Regions from separate parts of the Zea mays genome. Here region 1 is linked to region 2. Evidence: chromatin contacts called from public Hi-C data. All regions are on one chromosome and are shown on one strand. The core of a region is the stretch at or near the end of the contact, and the rest is flanking DNA. Distances in the headings are between cores, read along the strand shown. Region 1 has its middle 3.4 kb from the start of LOC100216850. Region 2 has its middle 19 kb from the start of TRNAI-AAU.

Evidence for each region. Hi-C and Micro-C count contacts between places; a contact is called where the count stands out from the background.
Region 1: a Hi-C map of leaf shows a contact between it and region 2, with 8 times the contacts expected there. The contact joins two enhancer-like sites. A contact is called at or near these places in 5 of 25 Hi-C or Micro-C datasets (bundle sheath, ear and leaf).

The regions. Positions count from the first base shown.
Region 1 is chr1:95,690,858-95,697,186 of Zm-B73-REFERENCE-NAM-5.0, reverse strand. No RefSeq gene overlaps it. Among protein-coding and RNA genes, the nearest start is that of LOC100216850, 3.4 kb to the left of the region's middle. Within about 2 kb of position 3,491, at least 16 of the 20 cell types and tissues checked have an H3K27ac peak or open chromatin away from gene starts, as enhancers often do. A contact at or near this core is called in leaf, where this site is marked.
Region 2 is chr1:95,613,077-95,619,268 of Zm-B73-REFERENCE-NAM-5.0, reverse strand. No RefSeq gene overlaps it. Among protein-coding and RNA genes, the nearest start is that of TRNAI-AAU, 19 kb to the right of the region's middle. Within about 2 kb of position 4,603, at least 9 of the 20 cell types and tissues checked have an H3K27ac peak or open chromatin away from gene starts, as enhancers often do. A contact at or near this core is called in leaf, where this site is marked.

The DNA of each region.
Region 1 (6,329 bases), core at 2,242-4,741, 79 kb before region 2:
GAGGCTGCGGGAGGGTTCATCTGCATATTTACGACGGCCGTTGGATGGAAAATGGACGGCCAGATTTCGTTTTGTGCATTTGTGCACGACGTGGCCCTTGTGCACTGGATACGATCCCTACATTTATATGCCCGGTCTCTGTGTTATTTCCTTGAGGAAACCGATATGTCCTGAAAAGTTTTAAGCCTTCTGATCTGTATTTTTTTTATTATTGAAGCGAATTAGATTGGTCTCGGAGCGAAATTATGGTTGACCGATGCGGCCGAGGCAGATTTTCGTGAAACGGCACGGATTATGATACAATTGTTCGCCCAGCTTCGACTACTAGTGCATCGGCAATAATAATACAGAGGCACGTAATAACAAATTCGGCGGCGTCACCAATCACGTCAAAAATGAATCCCTCGTCGTCAGTAACCACGTCGAAAACAGATTCCTCGTCCCGTTCTTTTTTTTTCGCGGTCTTCGAAATTGCCAACGAAACACGCCTGCACATCTGACTGTTTTTTTTTATGAACTCATGTTCGTTCGTAATTCGTATGGGGCAAACAGACTTGGCATTCCAGGTTACCGAATTTTTTACATTTTAGCCCTTTTATAGGAAAAAAATCACGTTTAGACCTTAAAAAATTTTAATAGCAATTTTGGACCCTTTGCTCGGCGCCATAGGCTATGGCGCCGAGGTAACACAGCTCGGCGCCACAGATCTTGGCGCGAGGTACGTGCTACGCTGGCACACCTGGCCGACGTGGCACCGAGCTCGGCGCCACAGATCTTGGCGCCGAGCTCGGTTGTGTTTTAACAGTTTTGTTGGAAAGCTGTAAGCATAAGGCTTGTCTAGCCCAGTTGGTAGAGCACAATGCTTTTCACCTTGAGGTCCTGAGTTCAAGCCCATAGTTTGCATTTCAATATTCTTGTCTTTATCATTGATTTGTTTTTTTTTGTTTATGTCGCTGATGTGTCCATACAAATTTATTTTTAGGTACCATGATCCTCGTTTTTTTGGGTAAATTAAAATGCGAGCAGTATAAGCATGACACTTAAACCTCTCGATTCGCAGCGAGCATGGCTAGTATTTTTCTTTTTTCTTCCAAGTAAATACCTTTTCCCGTATATTGTCCCATTTTGGTGTCCTTTAAGTCCGATAGAGCAAGGACACCTGTGTCTTGATACGTAGATTAAAGACAATGTCGTCAAGCAGAGAGAGGCTTTAAGATTCGTGCGTACGATGCCACGATGGTGGCCGGCAATGGAGCGTGTAGCCACCATGGTCGTGTGCAGTGTGCTCCACTGAGCCGGCTGGGTCCTTCACTCGCCGCTTTTACTATAGTATAGGAACCAACAACCGGATCGCGTACTTGTTAATTAGTCCACCGATACTCTGACGTATTTTCCGCCTGACACGTATACATATAGCTAGCTAGCTTGTGTTACGTACGTACAATGGTCAATGGATGAAAATGGACTCTGGCCGGAGTGCACAGTCGAGACTCGAGACTAGTACTGAATTCACTTGCAAGTCAAAGGTTACAGCTATATACATACTTTATTACAACGAGGCCAGGTTGCAACAGTATTTTTATTTTGTACCCTGACCATGTAAATCGAGAGGTTTAAGTGTCCTGCTTATACTGCTCGCGTTTTAATTTACCAAAAAAAAACGAGGATCATGGTACCCAAAAATAAATTTGTATGGACACATTAGCGACATAAAAAATACAAATCAATGATAAAGACAAAAATATTGAAATGCAAACTATGGGGCTTGAACTCAGGACCTCAAGGTGAAGAGCCTTGTGCTCTACCAACTGAGCTAGACAAGCCTTATACTTACAACTTTCCAACAAAACTGTTAAAACACAACCGAGCTCGGCGCCAAGATCTGTGGCGCCGAGCTCGATGCCACGTCGGCCAGGTGTGCCAGGTGTGCCAGCGTAGCACGTACCTCGGCGCCAAGATCTGTGGCGCCGAGCAAAGGGTCTAAAATTGCTATTAAAATTTTTTAGGGTCTAAACGTGATTTTTTTCCTACAAAAGGGCTAAAATGTAAAAAATTCGGTCCAGTTACTCATCAACGTACGTGTCGATGTCTGCGTGACTAGGCTGGCCGGGCTCCTACTACCTTATGCTTACTGCTCACTAAGTAGCTCGTATAGGATGTACTCTTGGTATCTCCACAGCGGCGACAGGGCTAAGATGTGGAAAAACTTGCGAGTTCACGGGATTTTTTTATAGCTTGCACGTCCGTCCCATAATCTAGTGTTGTTCTTGCTGCTGCTGCTTGAGAAAGTAAAATGTTTTAGATTCTGGCCATATGTATAAATAATTAGTATTGTTAGATGGGTTGTGAAGTAGTATGTTTCTAGAATAAATTTATTTATAGATATAAATATTGTCATTGTTCTTTTATAGATCTAGTTAAATATTTAAAAAAGTTCGATGAATCTAAATTCTGTAACAATATTTATTTTCGGATGGAGCCCAGTGCTGTCTAGAGATCAGAAGTTCACTGTCCATCGCTGAGATTTGGCGGGACCGTTTGTCTATCAGGAGGCAGTTACGTGCAGGTTTCCACTCAAATTGCAGAAGCCCTGATCGATCGACTAGTAGTAGCTGTAGCTGGGTCACGCAAGTATTAACATCTCGTACCGTGACGAATTTCCTCGCACCGGCCTCTTGCACACGGTCAGCACTCGATGAGCCCCTTCTATCTGTCGAAAAGACGCGGTGATTGATCCCACTCCTGGTCACTGGTCACTTAGGGAGTGTTTGGTTACTCCTGCTAAAGTTTAGCCCGGGTCACATCAAGCGTTTAACTTTTAAATAGGAGTATAAAATATAGACCCAACCAACTGGACTAGATTCGTCTCGTCTTTTAATCTTCGGCTGACAAATTAGTTTTATAATCCGACTACATTTAATACCCGGAACGGAGGTTCAAACATTCGATGAAACAGGGACTCAATCAGTGGTGACTACTAGTGCCGAGAACGAGAAGCAAGCAGGCCTGCCGGGCCGTGGCATTTGACCCGGCGTAGCGTGGGAATTCGCCCGCACATGACACGCAGAACAGAACAACCGAACCGCACGCTGCCTGCCTCTCGATCGGTCACGGGCGGGCGCGTTTCGTTCGATGTATTTAAGTGGAGAGAGAGAAAAAATCATATAAGACCTTATTCGGTTATTCCAATACATAAGGATTGGATGAGATTGGAAAAAATTAAGAAAAAGTTTAACTTGTTTGGTATTCAAAATCATCAAATCCCATTCGATCCAAATGGATCGAGAGCTAACCGAACATGCCCTAAATAAAAACAGGCTTTGAGATAATTCAGAACAATTTTTTAGGAGAAAAATAACTCAGATACGGAGTACTACCATCTATTTTAACCTTTTCGCGCATAAAAAAGACAAGCGGTCGATGGATAGATCTATTGACCGCGTGATTTATTTAAGACGGGGCAGGCCCCAGACCAAGGGCCATGTCTCTAGTCTCGGCCCAGGTGGCCCAAGAGAGCACCTGTGTAATTCCTTCGGCCGAAACAGAGCAACAGCGCAAAGCTGCCCGAGAGCTGCAAAAGGAAATTAAATACTAGTTAGAAGGAGGCTAGACAGTGTTGATTGGTTCGTTCGTTGCTGTTTTAAGACTGGATATCTAATTGGCTCTGGTCTGCCGATACGATGGCCCGGAGGCATCTGGGTTTTTTTTTTGACCGTTATGAAACAAAGTTACTAAGAGCATCTCCAAGAGATCTCTTAAAATCTTCCCTAACTTGAAATTAAAGGGAAAAAGAAAAAAACAAGCCTCCAACAGCTCTCCTAAGGCTGCGTTCGTTTTTGCCTGAACGGCCTGTTCCGGGTCTCATTCTAGGCGGAACCAATCAGCCTGGTTTAGAATCTGATGTAGTTTATTAGAGCTGTTCGTTTGTCTTGGACCAGAATCAAAGTCGTCTGGTTTTAACTCCTTCGCTTCAATTTTTAGCCTAGAATAAAGCCAGGTGACCAACTATCCGGATTAATTCCTATGCTGAAAGTGGGCTGCCGACCCGGAATAAGTGACAGCCTAGGATCCACTCAATCTTGGGCTGGTTTGGTTCCTGGCTTGGCTTCAACCCTAGCCTGCCGAACAGAGCCTAAACCTTTTCCATTTTTTCACAACCCCAAAATTTTTCTAATTTGTAGCTACAAAGAGGAATGTTTTGGTTCCCCCAAAAAATTTCTAGCCCACATCCAACGTCTCCCATTGGCTCATCCAACCTTTTGTTCCGACTCCTTTTGTACCACCCACGCCGCACAACATGCATGCAATATGTTTTAGGTGTACTGTTGGAGGAAACAAAAAAAAATACACTTCCAATAAGCTTTAGGTTGCTCTCAAAACTACATTTTAGGCGTGATTTTATGGTAGTCTTTTGGAGATGCTTTAAGGGCTAGTTTGAAAACATTATTTTTTCAAGAGATTCCGATTTTACCAAGTAAAATAAACTAATTTTCCTTAAAACAATGAAAATCATTTGGAAAAATGGGGTTTCTAAACTAGCCCTAAATAGTTATCACAGACCATTAGACCGACGTGGTGAATAGTACGTGTCGTCATGTGAGAGACTACGGCAATGCATGCAGGACCGGCATTTCTATGTGTGGGACGTTGCATTGATCCGATCCAATCCAACGGCCTGCTGCTATATGTAGCAGATATACAAGCATGCATTATAGATTTATGTAGTGCTAACAGTCGTACGTAGACGTAGGATCGAGCACGCGGTTTCACCGGCCAAAAGCTAAGGTAGTGTTTGGTTGAGGAGCCAAGTAGAACGGAGCCGTTCCATCCCTGATTCTAGGAACGGAGCCGCTCTGTTCTGTGTTTGGTAATCTGGAACGGAGCGGTTCTGTTTTTTGTTTGGTTGCAGAGTGAACGGAATGGAGCGTGACTGTGAGAGCAGGATTGGAACGGAGCGGCTCCGTTCCATTGATTTTTTGGAGCGGAATGGTTCCGGATCTGAGGAGAATATTCCCTAAATGGAGCCATTCCGTTCTAGTTACTTTGTAACCAAACAACAACAAAACTGGAACAGAACGATTCCGTTCTACTTGGCTCTCCAACCAAACACTACCTAAAATATGGCTGCCGCCAGCGCCATGTACGATTGGGGCCGTGGACGGCTATAGGCGCCACTAAAATAATACCTTATCAGACTAGCCGATGCAATGCGACGTCGCATTGTAACCATCTCCAGCGCATATGGATCATCGCGTCCCTCCGTACGTATGGCGTTCGGGTACGGTATAGTACGTCGTACCCTATAACAACCAAGTAGTACCTGGCCTATATACTCCACGTCTCCACCTGCTGCTGATGCATGCAGCTGCCTGCGCATCGGAGGCCCCAAAGGGGAAGGGGTCGGGATCGAGATTCCGATTGGCCGGCCTTGGCGCCCAGCGAGGAAAGGCAAGCACGGGCCCACCTCAGCAATCTAGTTTCCGCCTCCGCCGACGATGTCCTTGTCCTCGTCCCCCTTGTTCAGGACCTGCCGGAGCTGGACATCGATCGCTCTTGGCCTCTTGCGCTTAGATATCTACTCCAATTCGACTCTCTGGGCGCGGCTGGTTCCGATCCTTCGAGACGCCACGTCCCTGTTACCGCTTAACTAGGTAGCTAGCCGCATGCTGCTGTAATTACAGCAAGTCCACATCCTGATTCCCTGCTAGTATAGTACAACTAAGGCCCCGTTTCAATCTCACGGGATAAACTTTAGCTACCTGCTAAACTTTAGCTATATGAATTGAAGTGCTAAAATTTAGCTTTAATTATCACCATTAGCTCTCCTGTTTAGATTATGGCCCCGTTTCAATCTCACGGGATAAACTTTAGCTTCCGGCTAAACTTTAGCTATATGAATTGAAGTGCTAAAGTTTAGTTTTAATTATCACCATTAGCTCTCATGTTTAGATTACAAATGGCTAAAAGTGGCTAAAAAAAAGCTGCTAAAGTTTATCTCACGGGATTGAAACAGGGCCTATAAATGGCTAAAAGTAGCTAAAAAAAGCTGCTAAAGTTTATCTCGCGACATTGAAACAGGGCCTAAGATTAGCAGTTGGGATTGTTATTATCTGTTTATTTACTCTAAGGCCCCGTTTCAATCTCATGGGATAAACTTTAGCTTCCTGCTAAACTTTAGCTATATGAATTGAAGTGCTAAAGTTTAACTTCAATTACCCCCATTAGCTCTCCTGTTTAGATTACAAATGGCTAAAAGTAGCTAAAAAAAAGCTGCTAAAGTTTATCTCGCGAGATTGAAACAGGGCCTAACAAGCCTGATGGTGGTGAGC
Region 2 (6,192 bases), core at 3,354-5,853:
CGATGACGGGGTCGACAACGAGCGGGTACTTTCCTGGGCTCGGCACGCAGTCGGGGTGGTCGCCTTGGTCGAAGGTGATGGGCTTGTCGGACCAGTCTAGGTAGACTGGTGCCGCCACCTTTATCGAGCAGACCTCCCGGCACTCCTGATTGCGGTGCCGAGCCGAGGCGTTCGCCACTTGCCCACCGTAGATCATGAAACAGCCGTGGACCTCGGGGAATTCCTCTTCCCTGTCGCCCTCTTTCTTGTCGTTGTCTTGGCCTTTGCCATCTCCCGCCGGGGGCCCGGCCTTATGGAAGTAGCGCCAAAGCATGACGCATTCCTCAAGGGTGTGCTCGATGGGACCCTGGTGATAGGGGCACGACTCCTTGAGCATCTTGTCGAATAGGTTGGCCCCTCCGGGAGGCTTCCGAGGGTTCCTGTGTTCGACAGCAGCGACGAGATCCGCGTTAGCGGCGTCACACTTTGCTTGCGCCTTCTTTCTGGCCTTCTTCTTCATGCCCCGCTGGGCGAACGCCTCGGGGACGTCTTCCTGCTGCCGTCCCTGAGGCTGCTTGTCCTTCCGGAAGATGGCCTCGACCGCCTCCTGACCAGAGGCGAACTTGGTGGCGATGTCCATCAACTCGCTCGCCTTGGTGGGAGTCTTGCGGCCCAGTTTGCTCACCAGGTCGCGGCAAGTGGTGCCGGCTAGGAATAGATGACATCTGAGTCGGTGATGTTGGGCAGCTCGGTGCGCTGCTTCGAAAACTGCCGGATGTACTCTCGCAGGGACTCCCCTTGCTGCTGGCGGCAGCTTCGGAGATCCCAAGAGTTCCCAGGATGCACGTACGTGCCCTAGAAGTTTCCAGCGAAAGCCTTGACCAGGTCGTCCCAGTTGGAGATCTGCGCAGGAGGCAGATGCTCCAGCCAGCCCGGGCGGCGTCGGAGAGGAATAGGGGGAGGTTGCGAATGATGAGGTTGTCATCGTCTGTCCCTCCCAGCTGGCAGGCCAGCCGGTAGTCCGCAAGCCACAACTCCGGCCTTGTTTCCCCCGAGTACTTGGTGATGGTAGTCGGGGCCCGGAACCGGGTCGGGAACGACGCCCGTCGTATGGCCCGACTGAAGGCTTGCGAACCTGGTGGTTCGGGTGAGGGGCTCCGATCCTCGTCGCTATCGTAGCGTCCCCCACGCCTGGGGTGGTAGCCTCGGCGCACCTTCTCGTCGAGGCGGGCTCGACGGTCGCGGCGGCGGTGCCCGTTGCCGAGGCGACCTGGGGCTGCAGGCGTCACGTCCCGCGTGCGCCTGGTGTGGACCGAGGCCTCCCGTATGAGTCGAGAAGTTGCTGCGCGATGCTCCGGGGGGAACCCTTGCCTTCGGGAGGCAGAGCTCTCGGCCCGTCGGACCGCAGCATCCTCCAGGAGATTCTTGAGTTCTCCTTGGATACGTCGCCCCTCGGTGGTGGATGGCTCGGGCATTGCTCGGAGTAGTACTGCCGCTGCAGCCAGATTCTGGCCGACCCCGCTGGAGGCCGGGGGCAGCCTTGCCCTGGCATCGTCAACGGTACGGCGCTGGACGTCCCGGGCCTGATGACGCGCTTCTCCGGCGAGTGCCCGGCCTGCCCACTCCTGCTCGATGTTTTGCCGGAGCTGCACAAGTTGCTCTGCTTCCTCATCGAGCTTGGCCTGCATCTCGCGGATTTGCTCGAGCTGTGTGTCCTGACCCCCCGCAGGGACTGGGACCACAGCTAGCTCCCGCAGGATGTCAACGCGAGAAGCAGGCCCAGGGGGATCGTCATCCTCCTGCATACCGAGGTGGTTGTCTTCGTCGTGACCCCCTAGATCGACGTGGAAACATTCACGACTTGGGCCACAACCTTCGTCGTCAAGGCTGTGGCCATCATCGGAGCAATCGGAGAGGCAGTAGTCACATGCGGTCATGAGGTCTCGCATGGCACTAGGATCGCGGAGCCCGGAGAAGTCCCAACCGGAGTCGGGACCGTCCTCTTCCTCGAAACCCGGAGTCCAGTAGGTTGAGACGGCCGTCACTCGGTCCCAAGATGACCACATATGGTACCCCGGAAGGTTAGGATATGCCTTTACGAAAGCGCTCACTGAAGCGGGGTCGCTTGGTGGATCGAAGCTGGATCTAAAAGGCACAGGGTGGAAAACGGACGGTACCTCTTAATCGATGGACGGTGACGAGGTCGCGTCGGGGACGGACCGCACTGTTATCTCAGGTACGAGGCTAACGCCCAGCAAGCCCTTCGCGAGCGTGTTGGCGTCATCTGTCCGCTTGGGGTTGGCACATTGCGGGGAAACGACATCCGTCGTTGTCTCAGGTGCGAGGACAGCGCCCGACATGTCCCCCGCTGGGGTGCCGGCGTCGCCGACGAGGTGCCGCCTCCTGCATGGCCACGGTTGCCCCGTCTCCTTCTCCTGCGGCGAGGAGAGTGGCGGGACAAACCCGGGTGTTGCTCTTCCGCCACGGGGGGAAGACGTCGTCGAGGTCGCCGCCGCCGGGTGAGCTGACGGCCGTCGCTGCCGCTGTCGCGCTGCGGGGGGAGGAGTACCATGTCGTAGCTGCTGTCGAGGGACATGAACTCGAGACTCCCGAAGCGGAGCACCGTCCCGGGCTGAAGAGGTTGCTGAAGACTACCCATCTGGAACTCAACGGGAAGTTGTTCGTTAACACGCAGCAGGCCCCTACCTGGCGTGCCAACTGTCGACGTTTCAACCCCGGGGGGTCCCTGGACCGACGAGTAAATTTGTCTCTGCGCGTCCCAGCCCAGATGGTTTGGCGCGAGATGGAACACAAGGGAAAACACGGCTCGTAATATCCCACGCCAAGGGGGTGTGCTCGTAGTAGGGGTTACAAGCGTTCGCGTGAGAGAGAGAGTGAGCCTGTTCGTTAGCTTCTTCTCCCGCGCGACCCTCCCGCATGAAGGCCCTGGACCTTCCTTTTATAGATGCAAAGAGAGGGTACAGGTGTACAATGGGGGTGTAGCTAGGCGCTAACGTGTCCGGCAGAGAGGTGCCTGGGCCCTGTGTACATGCCAACGTGGCTGTCGGAGAGGTGCTAGAGCCCTGTGTACGCGGTATCGTGGCCGTCGGAGAAGTGCTTGAGCCCTGTAGAAGCACAGCTGTCGGTGCTGCTGGGATCTTGCTGACATTTCCCTTCTTCCGTAGGGGGCTGAGAATCGCCGTCGTCATGGACGCACGTGGGGAACCATCATTACTTGTTACCGGGGCGAGCCAGATGGGACGCCGGTCTTGTTCCCCCGTAGCCTGAGCTAGCTAGGGGTAGGGTAATGATGTATCCCCGTGGTGCGGTCGGTCCGAGCCCGAGGTCGGGCGAGGCAGAGACTTCTCCTGAGGCCGAGCCCTGGGGTCGGGCGAGGCGGAGATCACCTTCCGAGGCCGAGGTTGAGGCTGAGCCCTGGGGTCGGGCGAGGCGGAGATCACCTTCCGAGGCCGGGGTTGAGGCCGAGCCCTAGGGTCGGGCGAGGCGGAGACCTCCTTCCGAGGCCGAGGCCTATGGTCGGGCGAGGCGGAGCTTCCTGTCGCGCCTGAGGCTGAACTTGGCTGTTGTCAGCCTCACCCTGGTGGGTGGCACAGCAGTCGGAGCGGAGCGAGCGGCGTTGTTTTCCTATCAGGTCGGTCAGCGAAAGGGTGAAGTGACTGCGGTCACTTCGACCATGCCGACTGAGGCACGCGTGTCAGGATAAGGTGTCAGGCGATCCTCGCATTGAATGCGCCTGCGATACGGTCGGTTGGAGAGGCGATTTGGCCAGGTTGCTTCTCGACGAAGCCTGCTCGAGTTGGGCCTCGGGCGTGCCGAGGATGTGCCCACTGCCTGAGGAGGCCCTCGGGCGAGATGTAGCTTCGTCCGAGGCTACAGTTCCCGCCCGAGGCTGAGCTCGGGCGAGGCGAGATCGCGCCCTTTGGGTAGACGAAGCCTTGACCTAAACCGCGCCCATCAGTCTCTGCAGCTTGTACTGATGGTGGTTACCAGCCGTGTTTAGGAGTGTTGGGGGTACCCTTAATTACGGTACCCGACAATACATGTCCTTAGTTTCTTTAGTTTTAATTATTCACTGTTGATTAAGAGTTGATTACGAGGTGTTTGGTTTATATGAACTAATTTTTAGTCCCTTTTATTTTTTAAATTATCAAACACAAGATAATACATCATTTACCCTGTATTTAACAAATTATAGATTAAAAAAGACTAAAATAAAGTGTTTAAAAATTAGTCCCTAAAAATCTAACACTACATTGAATTCTCGATCTCCCAGGATAAAAGGGTCTGTTGCGGGGATTCTATGCGCAGGCGGCGTGTGCTGAGTAAGAACAGACACTTAAAAATAGGAAATAAGAAAAAAAATCTATCGTCAAATGTAGAGAATCCATTGCTGAAATTAAGGGTTAAATATTGAAATTTCTCGCTCGTCTCGACCGACGCCGACGCAGACGCGATCCGGATCGGGAACAATCAAGTAGTAGCTGGCCTATATACCTGCTGCTGATGCATGCAGCTGCGCATCGGAGGCCCCAAAGGGGAAGGGGTCGAGATCGAGATGCCGATTGGGCGGCCCTGGCAACCAGCGAGGAACGGCAAGCACGGGCCCACCTCGACATCTAGTTTCCGCCTCCGACGATGTCCTTGTCCTCGTCCAGTCGTCCCCCTTGTTCAAGACCTGCCGGAGCTGGACATCGATCGCTCTTGCGCTCGGCTGATTCCTCCGAGACGCCACGTCCCTGTTATACCGCTGCTGTAAGCAAATCACTCTAGTGTTCTTCCTACAACAAATTAATAACGGCGTACTAAGATTAGCAGTGGGTTATTATTATCTGTTTGCTCTAACAAGCCTGATGGTGAGCTGGTTTATTACCATACTTGACTGGAAGGGTTTTAAAAAAAAGTGTTCGCTTAGTTCGCCTAGAAATGCATGACGCGGACTGATAAAAAAGTGAGGACGAAACGAAGGGCGATAAAGGTGCAGCTATAAACCGGATGCAAATAAAAAGTGAGCCGCTATTCCCGGCCGATAGTTGATTATATATATGCTTAGATGAAATCGACTAGATATACCCCAGCAGTACAAAACATACTTCGTAACCTATGTATACGTACTAGGTGAATGTCTGCGTTCTAGTAATTAGCTGTGTGTTAGCCTTAATGTGTAAAACAGAATCACACGTCAGTTTTCTTACCAAAGATTCTACGATAAATACTCTTTTCTGTCTCAATTTAAAATTCGTTTTAGATAATTAATAGATCCATATGACCTTTAATGTATAAGTTTTATACATGTATCTAGATTGATCATTATCCAATTAAATATATATTTAAAAATTAAGTACTGAAACGAATACTATTTTGAAACGGAGCCACTAAGTTGTAAATGAGGAGCCATGCCAGCAAGTAACATGTGGTATCAGTAGCCATTTCGCTCTTCCAGTAGAAGCTCCATTCATTGATCGTGAGTTCCTTTCACTAGGAAACTCACTGATTCTGCTTCTCTTTCATAACTCTGTTGATCAAAAGAAAAGACTAATAACTCATCTTTCTAAAAAGCTAAAGATTTGGATGAGGATGACTACCCTAGTACCCTGTGCTTGATATACCGAAAAATGATGCACCATGCAATATGATACAAATAAAAGAAGAAACATAAAATGGAGATAGGATTAGAGTGCAGACAAGAGGGGGCAGCCATATGCTCCTCTTACTAAAAAAAGGTTGCAATAGCGAACTTGGCAAGAATGGCCCAGTATATTGCCTCCACCATTTCCTTCCAACCCTCAAACATAGAATCAAGCCAAAAAAAATCAAAGCGCACAAGAGTCCACATGAATATTTCATCTCTATAAAAAATAATGAAAGGTCATCTACGCGGTGAACTATTATTCCTAACTATACAAGAGGAATGGAAGGGGTCGGCCACAATTTCTATAGTGTTTAAATGAGAGTCATGTGGATGTGAGATAAACACCGGAGTAAATTTTGATGGCGGCGTAATCCCAAAAAATCGAGGGGACGATATCACCCCGTGTCATTTTACTTTAACATTGTCGGCGTTTCGAGACCGGGGGGTCCCTAAGCCGACGAGTGAATGTCGCTGCGTGCCCCAGCCCAGATGGGTCGAGCGCGTGGGCGAGCGCGAAGGGGGGAAGCGAAGGTGGCCGGAGACGGGCGTGAGAGAGGTGGAAA